Linked DNA regions of Mus musculus: regions 1, 2 and 3 are each linked to region 4. A link is a contact called in public Hi-C and promoter capture Hi-C data. All regions are on one chromosome and are shown on one strand. Each heading gives the region's core, a stretch centred on a gene start, on an enhancer-like site or on the middle of the called end of the contact. The rest is flanking DNA. Distances are from core to core; before and after follow the strand shown.

What was found. Promoter capture Hi-C pulls out the DNA fragments that hold promoters and counts their contacts. Hi-C and Micro-C count contacts between places; a contact is called where the count stands out from the background.
Region 1: a contact with region 4 is called in a Hi-C map of forebrain, with 4 times the contacts expected there. The contact joins the enhancer-like site here to the promoter of Rlbp1 in region 4. A contact is called at or near these places in 6 of 39 promoter capture datasets (cranial neural crest, hippocampal neurons, liver and 2 more), 9 of 484 Hi-C or Micro-C datasets (B cells, CD8 T cells, ECoMG myeloid progenitors and 5 more), 5 of 115 datasets of contacts at active chromatin or transcription factors (bone marrow-derived dendritic cells and embryonic stem cells) and 3 of 9 other capture datasets (adipose tissue, embryonic stem cells and liver).
Region 2: a contact with region 4 is called in a promoter capture Hi-C map of neural stem cells. The contact joins the promoter of Rhcg here to the promoter of Rlbp1 in region 4. A contact is called at or near these places in 5 of 39 promoter capture datasets (the C10 cell line, embryonic stem cells, hippocampal neurons and 2 more), 4 of 484 Hi-C or Micro-C datasets (the AtT-20 cell line, the G1E-ER4 cell line and cortical neurons), 2 of 115 datasets of contacts at active chromatin or transcription factors (both in embryonic stem cells) and 2 of 9 other capture datasets (adipose tissue and liver).
Region 3: a Hi-C map of cerebral cortex shows a contact between it and region 4, with 2.6 times the contacts expected there. The contact joins the enhancer-like site here to the promoter of Rlbp1 in region 4. A contact is called at or near these places in 5 of 39 promoter capture datasets (hippocampal neurons, liver, neural stem cells and 1 more), 1 of 15 datasets of contacts at CTCF or cohesin (embryonic stem cells), 39 of 484 Hi-C or Micro-C datasets (the AtT-20 cell line, CD8 T cells, the G1E-ER4 cell line and 20 more), 6 of 115 datasets of contacts at active chromatin or transcription factors (bone marrow-derived dendritic cells, embryonic stem cells and neural tube) and 4 of 9 other capture datasets (adipose tissue, embryonic stem cells, liver and 1 more).

The regions. Positions count from the first base shown.
Region 1 is chr7:79,571,190-79,573,889 of GRCm38.p6, reverse strand. No RefSeq gene overlaps it. Among named protein-coding and RNA genes, the nearest start is that of Gm31740, 22 kb to the right of the region's middle. Within about 2 kb of position 1,304, at least 25 of the 459 cell types and tissues checked have an H3K27ac peak or open chromatin away from gene starts, as enhancers often do. A contact at or near this core is called in forebrain, where this site is marked.
Region 2 is chr7:79,616,389-79,619,088 of GRCm38.p6, reverse strand. Rhcg (Rhesus blood group-associated C glycoprotein) reads left to right here and starts at 1,432. Exons shown (of 11, transcript NM_019799.3): 1 at 1,432-1,749. The coding sequence starts at 1,563.
Region 3 is chr7:79,591,077-79,593,776 of GRCm38.p6, reverse strand. It overlaps Rhcg (Rhesus blood group-associated C glycoprotein), which reads left to right. Exons shown (of 11, transcript NM_019799.3): 11 at 1-414. Among named protein-coding and RNA genes, the nearest start is that of Rhcg, 25 kb to the left of the region's middle. Within about 2 kb of position 1,361, at least 63 of the 459 cell types and tissues checked have an H3K27ac peak or open chromatin away from gene starts, as enhancers often do. A contact at or near this core is called in cerebral cortex, cortical neurons and hippocampal neurons, where this site is marked.
Region 4 is chr7:79,385,697-79,388,396 of GRCm38.p6, reverse strand. It overlaps Rlbp1 (retinaldehyde binding protein 1), which reads left to right and starts at 1,370. Exons shown (of 9, transcript NM_001173483.1): 1 at 1,370-1,708.

The sequences.
Region 1 (2,700 bases), core at 55-2,554, 190 kb before region 4:
AAGAGAGTGTGGTAGAAAAAGAAGGACAGGAGAAGGGGGAGGAGAGAGGAAGTGCCAGCTGGCCCACTTCCATTGCTACAGGGACAGGCATGAGTTCATGGAGGGAAACTGATACTAGAGGCTTCCTCTGATGGCTGAGAATGGCCTTTTGTATGCAGGAAAGGACCTAGGCCTGGACCCACCACCTCCCTGACATGGAGGAAAGCTGGGAAGAGAGAAACCCAGGCTGACAGACAGGAGTCTTATCTCTGAGAGGACTCCCGGTGCGGAGTCTACCTTCTTAGGGTAGAGAGGCAAGAGGTTAGTGCAAGCCAAACCGCTTTGCTGGCTCTTTCTCAAACAGATGAAAGGACCAGAATGGTGTCCTGTGTCCTCTTGTTGTGTCCCTGTGTAGTCCCCAACGCCCCCCACCCCCGCAAGAGCACATTCAAGAGTAGCCCCTCCCACGGGGACAAGCAGAGGCTGGTTCTTGGTGCTCTCCGCACCAAGAGAGTCTGGGCAGACAGAGGCCAGGTGTCTGTAGCCTTGGGATTCCCGTTTCCCTCCCTATGGGCTCGGTAATAATCAAGGCTTACTTTGAATTCTTCATCAGAGCCGCTGGCCTTGAGGAATCGGCCTGGCTTCCTTTGGCCATGGCTGTTTGCAAGGAGAGTAACCCTGGGAGGACTGAGGGCAACAGTGTGGACCTTGGCTTGCACACTAGTGCAAAAGAAAGCCTAGTGGAAAAGAAAGCGTCCGAAGAGGTAGCTCAGTGGGTAGTGTTTGCCGAGCATGCGCAAAGCCCTGGGTCCCCTGGGTTCCCGGGTTCCCACAAGCCAGTGAAAGCAGATGTGGCGGGCGCTGGTAATCCCAGCATTCAGGAGACAAGGGAAAAAGATCAGAAGTTCAAGGCCATCCTTTGCTACATACAGTTTGAGGCCAATGTGGGCTACAAGAGACCCTGTCTCTTTTGAGACAGGGAGGAAGTAATGGGATGGAGAGAAAGGAGGCGGAAAAGGAAGTTGTTTTTCCCTTCTTCCCTTCCAGTTTTCTCTTGTCAGTCAATCCAAGTACGAGAATCCTTCTGGCATGTCCGCTGGCCATCTCGCTTTGCCATCAGTGTATCTACTCTGGTCCCCACCCAGCCCTTCTTCCCAATCCACCTGCACAGCAGACTCCGCGCTGCGTGTTCCGAGGGCCTTCCCAATGTTAAGCCTGGGAACGGCTCTCTGTGTGTTCAGGGATGGGTGCCAGAGGAACAGTGGGCCTGCGGTCTGTGTGAATGGCCAGACTGGGGGTGTGGGGGGAGGTAAGGGAGGGTTAGATGAATAGATGCTGGGCACAGAAAAAGAGGGTGTGGGTCCCCAGCTGCCTAGAAGGGGGCAGAAGGCTGCGGTCCAGGAGCCTGGGAAACCCGCTCCCAGCCAGGCCACAGGCAAGGGTGGGAAGTCAGAGCCCGAGGGGGCTTTGTACCCTGCACAATTGCAGCCGCTCTTCTGGATAAAGGGGCGAACAAAGGGGCCTTCGGAAGTGGCCACGCTGCTCAGCACCCGGGGAGGCCCCAGGAAGCCAGCGCTCCCTGGCTGCCCACCCAGGCATCCTCCCAACACCCCCCACTGCCCGATCCCAGGGGGCCAGCTGGGCCCCAGCCACCAGCAGCCTGGACAGCTGGGCTAGGAGTTGGGTGAAAGCTGAGGGAACCACCCTCCACTGTCCCCGGGCCAGAAAGGAGTTCCAGAAGAGTTCCAGGGGAGGCAGCTGGGGGAGGGGGGAGCTGGGGGAGGGGGCTGCTATCCCACTTCCCAGGACAGTAGCGGGACTGGGGGCTGGCAGTGTAGGTTCACCAGCCTCCAGGACAGGTGAAGAACAGCTCTACTTAACCTTCTTCATTCTCTGACTCCAAGGATGGCAGTGGTCTACAGAGAGCATGAGTGCACAGGCCGAGAAAGCGCTCTCCTGATATCACCGTGCATTCAAGCGCCTATCAAGAGTTCTTGACCAACTGGCCACATAGTCATCTGTCTCTGAGGTTAGGAATACAAAGAAAGTATCTCACTTCCTCAGCTCAGAGTTGACTCAACCAGCTTCATCTCCCCACCGGAAGCTGAACTTTGGAGGACTTGCTTGGGCTTAGAGTTCAAAACCAGCCTGGGCGACATAGTGATTCTGTCTCAACCAAAAGCTTGTAGGATGGTATCCGTGACATGAGGGAGGATGAGGATGTGACACGTGTAATCTGACGTCTCAATAGCAGCGATTGCCAGTCCTAAACTGGTTGTGTCCAAAAGCAATTTCTGTCTAACACTTCCAGCAATCTTAGTAACAAACTGTGTGTATCGGGGGTAAATAAATGGGGTAAAGCCAGGTAAAGTGGTGCATGCTTTTAATCTCAGTGCTTGGGAGACAGAGGCAGGCAGATCTCTGTGTTCAAGGCTAACCTGGACTACTACAGAGTGAGTCCCAGGACAGCCAGGGCTATATAGAGAAAGTCTATCTCAAAAACTGAAGGGGAGCAGGGGTGGGGGTTGGGGGGAGGGGGAAATGGGGTAAAAGCTGGGTATGGGGTGCAGACCTGTATCTTTAGGAGGGGAAAAGGAAGATCAGTAATTTAAGGTCAACCATGGCTACGTATTAAATTCAAGGTCAGCCTGAGCTATAGGAGACATTGACTCAAAGATAGGAGTGGGGTAGAAAGAGACCCAAGAAACGGGGAAATAACAG
Region 2 (2,700 bases), core at 183-2,682, 230 kb before region 4:
GGGTGTCTGAAGACAGCTACAGTGTACTCATGTATATAAAATAAATAAATCTTAAAAACCATACACTGCTCTTACAGAGGACCCAAATTCAGTTCCCAGCACACACATGCGGTGCCTCACAGCTCCCTGTAACTTCTGGTCCAGGACCAAATGCCTTTGGCTTCCACGGGTGTCTGCACGCAAGTGGACACATGCCTCCAGGGAACAACTTGTGGGAGTTGGTTCTCTCTTCCCACCATGTGGGTCTGAGGGCTCTAACTCAAGACTTGATGGCAGGCATCTTTACCAGCTGAGTCATCTTGCCAGGTCCAGCATCCTTCTTAAAAGCAAGATGAGCCGGGCAGTGGTGGTGCACGCCTTTAATCCCAGCACTTGGGAGGCAGAGGCAGGCAGATTTCTGAGTTTGAGGCCAGCCTGGTCTACAGAATGAGTTTCAGGACAGCCAGGGCTACACAGAGAAACCCTGTCTGGGAAAAAATAAAAACAACAACAAAAAAAAGCAAGATAACTGATGCTTGTGTTCTAGCCAGTTCCTACTGTTGGACAGTGTGTCTGGAATCAGTGGCACAAGCTTAGGGATTCTTAGGTCTTTCCATGTGTCCATGAATTCCTTCCCATGTACTTCCATCGGCGCCAGATTTACAGCCTTACTTGCCAATAGGTAATACATGTGGCTGAGCATTGATCATTGTGTGGGGAACTCTGCAGACTCCACTATGCCAGCATGGGGTACCACTGTCTTGTGGAAGGAAGGGAGGAAGGAAGGAAGGAAGGAAGGAAGGAAGGAAGGAAGGAAGGAAGGAAGACATAAATAAAATAAAATAAAGATGTAAAGAGTTGGGGAGATGTCTATTTATGTTGAGTAGCACAAGCTGTATGTGAATAATATTCCAACGGTCATTCCTGTGCCCTCTCGGACAGGCTTGAAAGACTAAATGCATGTAGATGGCATAGAACTGATGGTTTTCATTTTCTTCCTCATGCTTTTCTGTACCCGCCCCCCCACGCTTCTCGGGTCTGGGGCAGTCTCTCCTTTTTCCTTTACTTTCTATTCATTCATCTCCTTTAAAGTTCATGAACTGAAAAAGGAAAGGATCTTAAGTGGTGGGTAGCTCAAGTCGGAGGCTTGAGGCAGGATTGCCAAGTGTTTGAAACCAGCCTAGATTACCGAAGGTGTGTCCTAAAAAGGATGAGGGGAGGGGGGTGATGGGGATAGTGATTCCAGTCTGGGAATTCTTTGTTCTAATCTGGATGAGTGATGAGCATCCTCTCTCCCAGTTCACCCGAACAGGGCGGGAAAGGCCAGGCATCGACGGGACGCGCAGAAGTTGGGGCGTTCTACATCTTCCTTCTGCCCTGCTCCCATCACCTGGAGCTTTCCTTCTAGGGGTACTGGGCTCGGGAGGCCCCGCGGGACTCTCGCCGGTTGGGTAGAGCCCGAGGCGCGTGGGCGGCACCATGGTCAGCTGTTCCGCGTCCGCCCCGCCCAGTGTCCCGGTCCTTTAAGCGTCTCCCTGGTCTCGGAGCCCAGCGTTCAGAGCAAGCGGCCAGCAGTGCGGAGCATGGCCTGGAACACCAACCTTCGGGGGCGGCTGCCCATCACCTGCCTGATCCTGCAAGTGACCATGGTGGTTCTCTTTGGCGTGTTCGTGCGCTACGACATCCAAGCCGATGCTCACTGGTGGTTGGAGAAGAAGCGCAAGAACATCTCCAGCGACGTTGAGAACGAGTTTTACTATCGCTACCCGAGTAAGTCCTATGGCCCGCAGATTCACTTAAGGAGTCTCCTGATAGACCCTAGCTAGTTGGGCGGGCGCCTGACTGGGCTCCGCATTAGGTCCGCCCCTGGCTCTGACAGGCTGGAGATGGAGGGGGCCAATGATGCCCCACAGTTCCCAGCTGGTCCCAGGGTAGAATCTGCACCAGGGTACAGCCTGAGCCAGTCACTGGAGAAATGGTCAGATGTGCTCACACTTTGAAAGTCTGGTAGAGGCAGTCACCTGAAACAAGTGGGCCGATTTTGTGATTGTTGTTTGGTTAGTTTGAGTTTTTTTTTTCTTCTTCTTCTTCTTCTTCTTTTTATTTAACCTTCATCTCTCTCCCAGCCATCAGATGCCTCCTGTGTCCCTGGCCTACTTGGTGTCGTCAAAAGCCAGAATTCCACCTTTACCACCTAAGTAGCAGGTGATCTGGCTTGCACACACCTCACATATAGATAGATGTCAGGGATCACAATGATGGCATGATAGCTCTCCACTTCTGATACTGAGACTGTGTGTGGGACCAGAGGTGGTGCTGGGCCACAAGGTCCCAGGGTTTGGGAAAAAGCCAGTGGCCACCCTTCCTTTTCCTGGGATTTTTCTGCATCCGTGAAGCTATGAAGCTATGGCTAAGAATATGGCTGTAGGGGCTGGAGAGATGGCTCAACAGTTAAGAGCATTGGCTACTTTTCCAGAAGACCAGGGGTTTGATTCTTAGCCCTTAAATGGTTGCTCACAACCATCTATAACTCCAGTTCCAGGGAATCTGATGCCCTCTTTTGCCCTCCCTGGGCACCAGGCACACATGTCAAGCATTCAGGTAAAACACTCTAACAGATTTTTAAAAGACGATGAAGAAGAATATGGCCCTTAAGTGACAAACCTCTCTTCTATCGTGGCTCTGCTGCTTCAGGGTGGGCGGTCTCAGGCCGGTGCCAAT
Region 3 (2,700 bases), core at 112-2,611, 210 kb before region 4:
TGGAGAGAGCTGGGGCTGACATATCTGGGAACTCAGGGACAGGGCAGCGGAAAGGCCCACTGGCCTGACTCCAGCACCTCTACACCCGCTTCATCCCAGGGGGCTCACCGGGCTGAGAATGGAGGAGATTCGGACAAAGTGAGCTCCAAGCCAGGGTCAGCTGCAGAAGGTCTGTCCCTGCCTGCGGTCATGATGCTCATAGCCTGTGAGAAGTAGCATGAAGAGAAGCTGAGGCCGGGGGTTGGGAAGGGGGTGTGGAATGGGAGGGCGAGCTTGCCCCCACCCCACCCGGGATACCCCTTCTTGGACTCTTCAAGCCTCCGCCTGCTCCCCAACAATGTATTTCCCATGTTCCAAGGCACCCAAGATCACTCTATTTTGTGTAGTAAATAAATGTTGTTGATGCTCTTTGTAGACTGGGGAGTGGATGTTCTGGTGGGACCCCTGTGAGATCTATACGGACCCAGAGGACCTGGCCTCCTGCCTGGCCCTGACCCTTGCCCAAAGGGCCACTCTCTCTACAAAAGTCCACGCAGCCCGGGAGGGTCAGGAGCTAAGCCCTAGACTGCATTCTTTCCCCCAAGTACCCCTCTTTCTGTAGGGTCCACACTGGTGAGAAAGCCACCCGTGTACTAGCTTTCTCTGAGTCCATTCCAGCAGGCATAAGTAAGGAGGGAGCACCCCCCTCCCAGTTGCCTTTCTCTAACCCTCCCTCCCCTTCCTCTGCCAGTCCCGCCCCACTCCTGCTCTAAAATGGGGAAAGCTTCAGGTCCTTACATATCCAGGTGTGGAATGGACAGGTGAACTATGACAGGGCTGTGACAAGGTGGTGACCTGGTGGGGTTCTGGCGGATTACTAGGAATTACCAGAAGCGGAACAAGGGGACAGCACAGGTACACTCGTGGACAGGAATCGTGATAAGGAGTTTGCCTTTAGCTAGCTGAAGGGAGGGAAAAGCGTTCAGGCTAAAGAGCAAGGAAACCAAGATCTTTTGTGGAGCCAAGGTTCGTGGGAAGGAAGGGGTAAAGAGAGGAAAGGGATGGTCTCTCCCCTGCCTCCCGGCTCGCTCTCCCCGCCTCCCTGGCAATCCACACACTCACACACATACACGCGCATGCACGCACACTCGAGGCTTCGCTCCCCTTTGCAGAGCAAGGGGAAGGGGGAGGAGAGAAGGAGGAAGCTGAAGTGCCACCTATTCATGTTCCGCGATGTAACACCCCTTATTTTCCATGCTGGGTAAAGACAAAAACCCTTTACAACCTGTTTCTGGAACTTGTCAGCAGCTGCCAAGAGGAGCATGTTAATTAAACGTCGGCAAAGATGGAAGCCGGAGGCCCTGGCTCTAATTGGACAGTTTGCTTCACCGGATTGAAAAACATTGTGACAAAGAAGGAGGTGCGCGGCGGCTCGGCAGGGGGACAGGGTGGCGGGGGAGGGGGCGGCGGCTTTGATTCCAGCTGATCAGCCCGGCCCCTCCCCCACGGCCGCACGGTTCCGCCCAGCGGGTCCCTGCAGGGCCAGGGCGGGGTGCAGGGGCGGGGTGTGGGAGGGGCGCAGGTGGTGAGGTACAGAGGCGGAGTCTGGGAGGGGACAAAATAAGGTGCAGGTGGTGGGGGTGCAGGGGTGAGATGTGAGAGGGGCTCAAGGGACGGATTTGGGGGTCTGGGAGGAGCATTGCAGATGGAGCGGTGCAGGAAGCGGGGAAGAGTATCTGCGAAGAATACAGGGGCAGGATCCGCCAGGGGTTCGAGAGGCGAGGTGCCTTTGGAATGGAGGCTGCAGGATCCTCCAGAGGGCCACACCTGGGCTCTCTATGAACCGCCTCTCAAACTGGTAAACCAATGGTGGGCCAGGCTTTGAGGGAGCTGTAGTGTGACACTCTCCCCATGATCCCCGATCACAGGACTTGGGCACCTGGAACAGCGACTGACAGCCTTTTGCCCGTGGGCAACATGGAGGCTGCCTTGGAAGCCCAGCTGGGCAGAGGTGGCCTAACGTGCTGTGAACAGGAATGAAGTATCACAGCACTGGGGGCTAAGGCATTGTACTAGAAAACTGGACTGTAAAGGTTCCCAGGTAGCTTTCAGGTACCAGGGCTGGGGATTACATTGCCCTGACAATGTCCCGTCCTGTGGATATGCTTCAAGTTCCCTCCCCTGTGTGCTTTGCGTGCTAAGCTGGGTACCTTGCTGAAGACATCCCTCACCCACCCAGTCACCTAACTTTCCAGCAACCCTGAGAGAGAGGCTGTAGTCTTCCAGACTTGCTGGTGGGGAAACTGAGTCCCAGAGACCGGAACACCATACTGTGTTGGAGTAGGGAGAGAAGGTCTCACTATGGTAGCTCAGATTAGCCTGGAATTTCATATCTAGCCTACCTCTGTCTCCTAAGAATGAAGTTCATAAAGACAGCCTAGGATGAGACATGGGGTCTCTGATTCCGGTGCCTGCCCCTGGCCACTTGTGTTCCAGGCTCTCTGACTCCTGACCGAGCCTTCAGTTCACACCTTTTCCAGGATGGTGTGAGCTGTGTGGAGTTCCTATATGGCACCTGCTGTTCTTCTTGGGTTTCTGGGCTGGGGTTCCCCAAGGATGGTTTGCATCAAGCTGGAGGTCACCCTGGAGAGTCTCACACACGTATACAAGTCCTATGTCCTGGAGAAGGGGTACTTAGCTGTGATAGGGAAACATTTGGGT
Region 4 (2,700 bases), core at 121-2,620:
GAATTTATTGCTCCAACATGTTGGGGTCGCCCTGCACATGAAGAGAGAGACCGACCACAGGCAGCCCTTCCTTTACAGCTTCTCCAGGCAGCAGCCATTAGGCACAATATGATTGGCAGAACAGTATGACTTTTAAACTGATTGGTCTATAGGGAATGAGGTAGGTGGCCAACAGTATCTCTGAGCCTCCCCTACCCGCCCGCAGGTGGCCAGTGGTTGGTCCCTCCTCCCGGTCTGAGGAATGTAATTAGCCCCTTCCTTCCGGAGGGGATGGGTGCGTTCTTTAAGACCTTTCTCTTCCAGGAGGGGAGGGGTCTGGTGGAATTTTCTAAAGTTCCTGAGCTGACCTCTTCACTCCAACTAGACCATGTCATGGTAGTCCTCTTGGTACACAGGGATGCTTGGTGATGAATCACAGAGCCTCTTAGCAGCTGGGACTCTTACCTCCCATGAGCATCACAGCCAGGGAGGTTCTTTGGGCATAACAGCATGCCACAGCCTAGGTGAATTAACCAATAGAAAATCATTCTCTCGGAATCTCGGTAGTTGGAGGTCTAAGATCAAGGTATTATCCTTTGGTGTCACCTCCTTATCTTATAGATAAACCCTGAACTGTGGCTGGATTTCAGAGAACGACCTGTGCACATGAGCTCAACCCTACCCTGAGCACATGGAGGAGAGAGAACCAGGACCAAAGGTGGGCTGCTTGGGTCCAGACTGAAGATGAATTTAATTACAGACAACTATCTGTGGTGGAAGTAGGGATCTCCCTGACATTGGAGGCCCCCACAGAGATCTAAAGGATGTGTATCCCTCATACCCCGGTGATAAACCAAGGCAGAGTCTGGGTGCTCCTTTGACTGTTGGATGCATTCCCTTAGCCTGGGTGCTCACTGGCTCTCCATTCACTGGGTACAACTCAGAACTCCCCAGAATACTTCCCAGGGATTGGGCAGCTAAGCCCCTGAAGTGGGTACTTTGCATCTCAGGACTTTCCCCACAGCTTCAGCTGGCTCTCTAGTCATCCCAGTTCTCAGAGGGGACTGAGTCATGTCGTGGTGACATAACCACACTGAAAAAAGTGCAGTAGCAAGGACAGAAAGTCGGACAAGGGAGATCTGCTGAGGCCCCACACCCATCCCCTGCTTCCTTGCCTTTGCGAGGCAGAGATCGGCAGAGATCGGAGGGTCAGGGTACCTAGCAAGTCCTCCGCTGCTCAGCCTCGCCCGCTCCATTTCCCTCTGCCACATGGGACAGTGGACCATAGGCCTGGGTTGCAGCAATGATCACATTTATAATTTCTCTTCACTTCTCTATATGTCCTGCCCTTTGTGAAGAAGGAGTAGTCTCCCAGGCCCCCCTGCCTCCCAGTTTGAGAAGCGAGATGGCAGGGAAATGAGACGGGGCTGGCCCAGATCCCAGTGAAGTGGCTTCCACATGGCTGAACAGAGAGCTCCAAGCAGGAGCTCACAAAGCAGGGCTTTGATGGTAGCCCCGCAGGCCGGGCCTCTCCCCTCTCCCTCAGGGTGCTTCACTTGCTTCATTCTGGGCCTCCTGTGAGCCTGACTGAATGGGAAACGGTGGGCCTGAGAAGTTCCTTGTGACACACTAATCCCAGCTTGCTGACCTGACCACACCCCCAAAGAAAGCAGCCTCCCGAGCTCCAGAACAATTCAGGCATCCAGTAGCCCCAAGAAAGAGCTGTCAGGTAAGTCAGTAACAAGGCCTGGCTGGGCCAGTGAGTATAAGAAAGAGTGTGTGCATGGGAGCGGGGTAAATGATCAGGGATGGGTGGCGAACACCACGTCTCAGATTGCTTGGACCGGCCTGTAAAGGCGTACGCCATTTCTGCAGGGTGAGACAGACCGATCCACGGGCAGACGCAACACATACGAATGTGGATTACCTAACTCAATTAGAATGGCAGGTGATCAAATACTCTTTATGCCCTAGTATTGGTAATTAATTGTACTTTATTTGCTAATTCTAAATGCCGGAGAACATCGATGTGGAGATAGGGGTAGCATGTTTTTATTACATACATGCCTACAGCTAATGGGTAAGAACATTTTTAAAATAAGAGATAAGTGCTTCTCCGTGCTGACGTTAATCTTGCACTTCTAAGATCTGGGACTTGGGCTGCTGATCTGCACATTTGGCTAGGGATAATGCACTAATACCTCTCGAGTCTTGCTTTGCTTTGTTTGCTTGAGGCAGGGTTTCTCTACGTAGCCCTAGCTATCCTGGAACTCACTATGAAGAACAGACTGGCTTCAAAATCAGAGATTCCCCTAGACACTGGGATTAAAGATGTGTACCACTATACCCAGCTTTTGCTTTTCGTTTTTTTGAGATAGAGTCTCATGTAGCACAGGCTGGTTTTGAATTAACTATGTAGCCAAGGATAACCTTAACTAAGGATTCTCTTGCCTCTATCTTTTTTTTTCTTTCCTTTTTAAAAATTACTAGATATTTTCTTTGTTTACATTTCAAATGTTATCGCCTTTCCTAGTTTCCTCTCCAAAAGTCCCCTATACCCTCACCCCCGCCCTGCTCCCCAACCCACCCATTTCTGTTTCCTGGCCCTGGCATTCCCCTGTACTGGGGCATATAATCTTCGCAAGACTAAGGGCCTCTCCTCCCATTGATGGCCAACTAGGCCATCTTCTGCTACATAAGCAGCTAGAGACACAAGCTCTG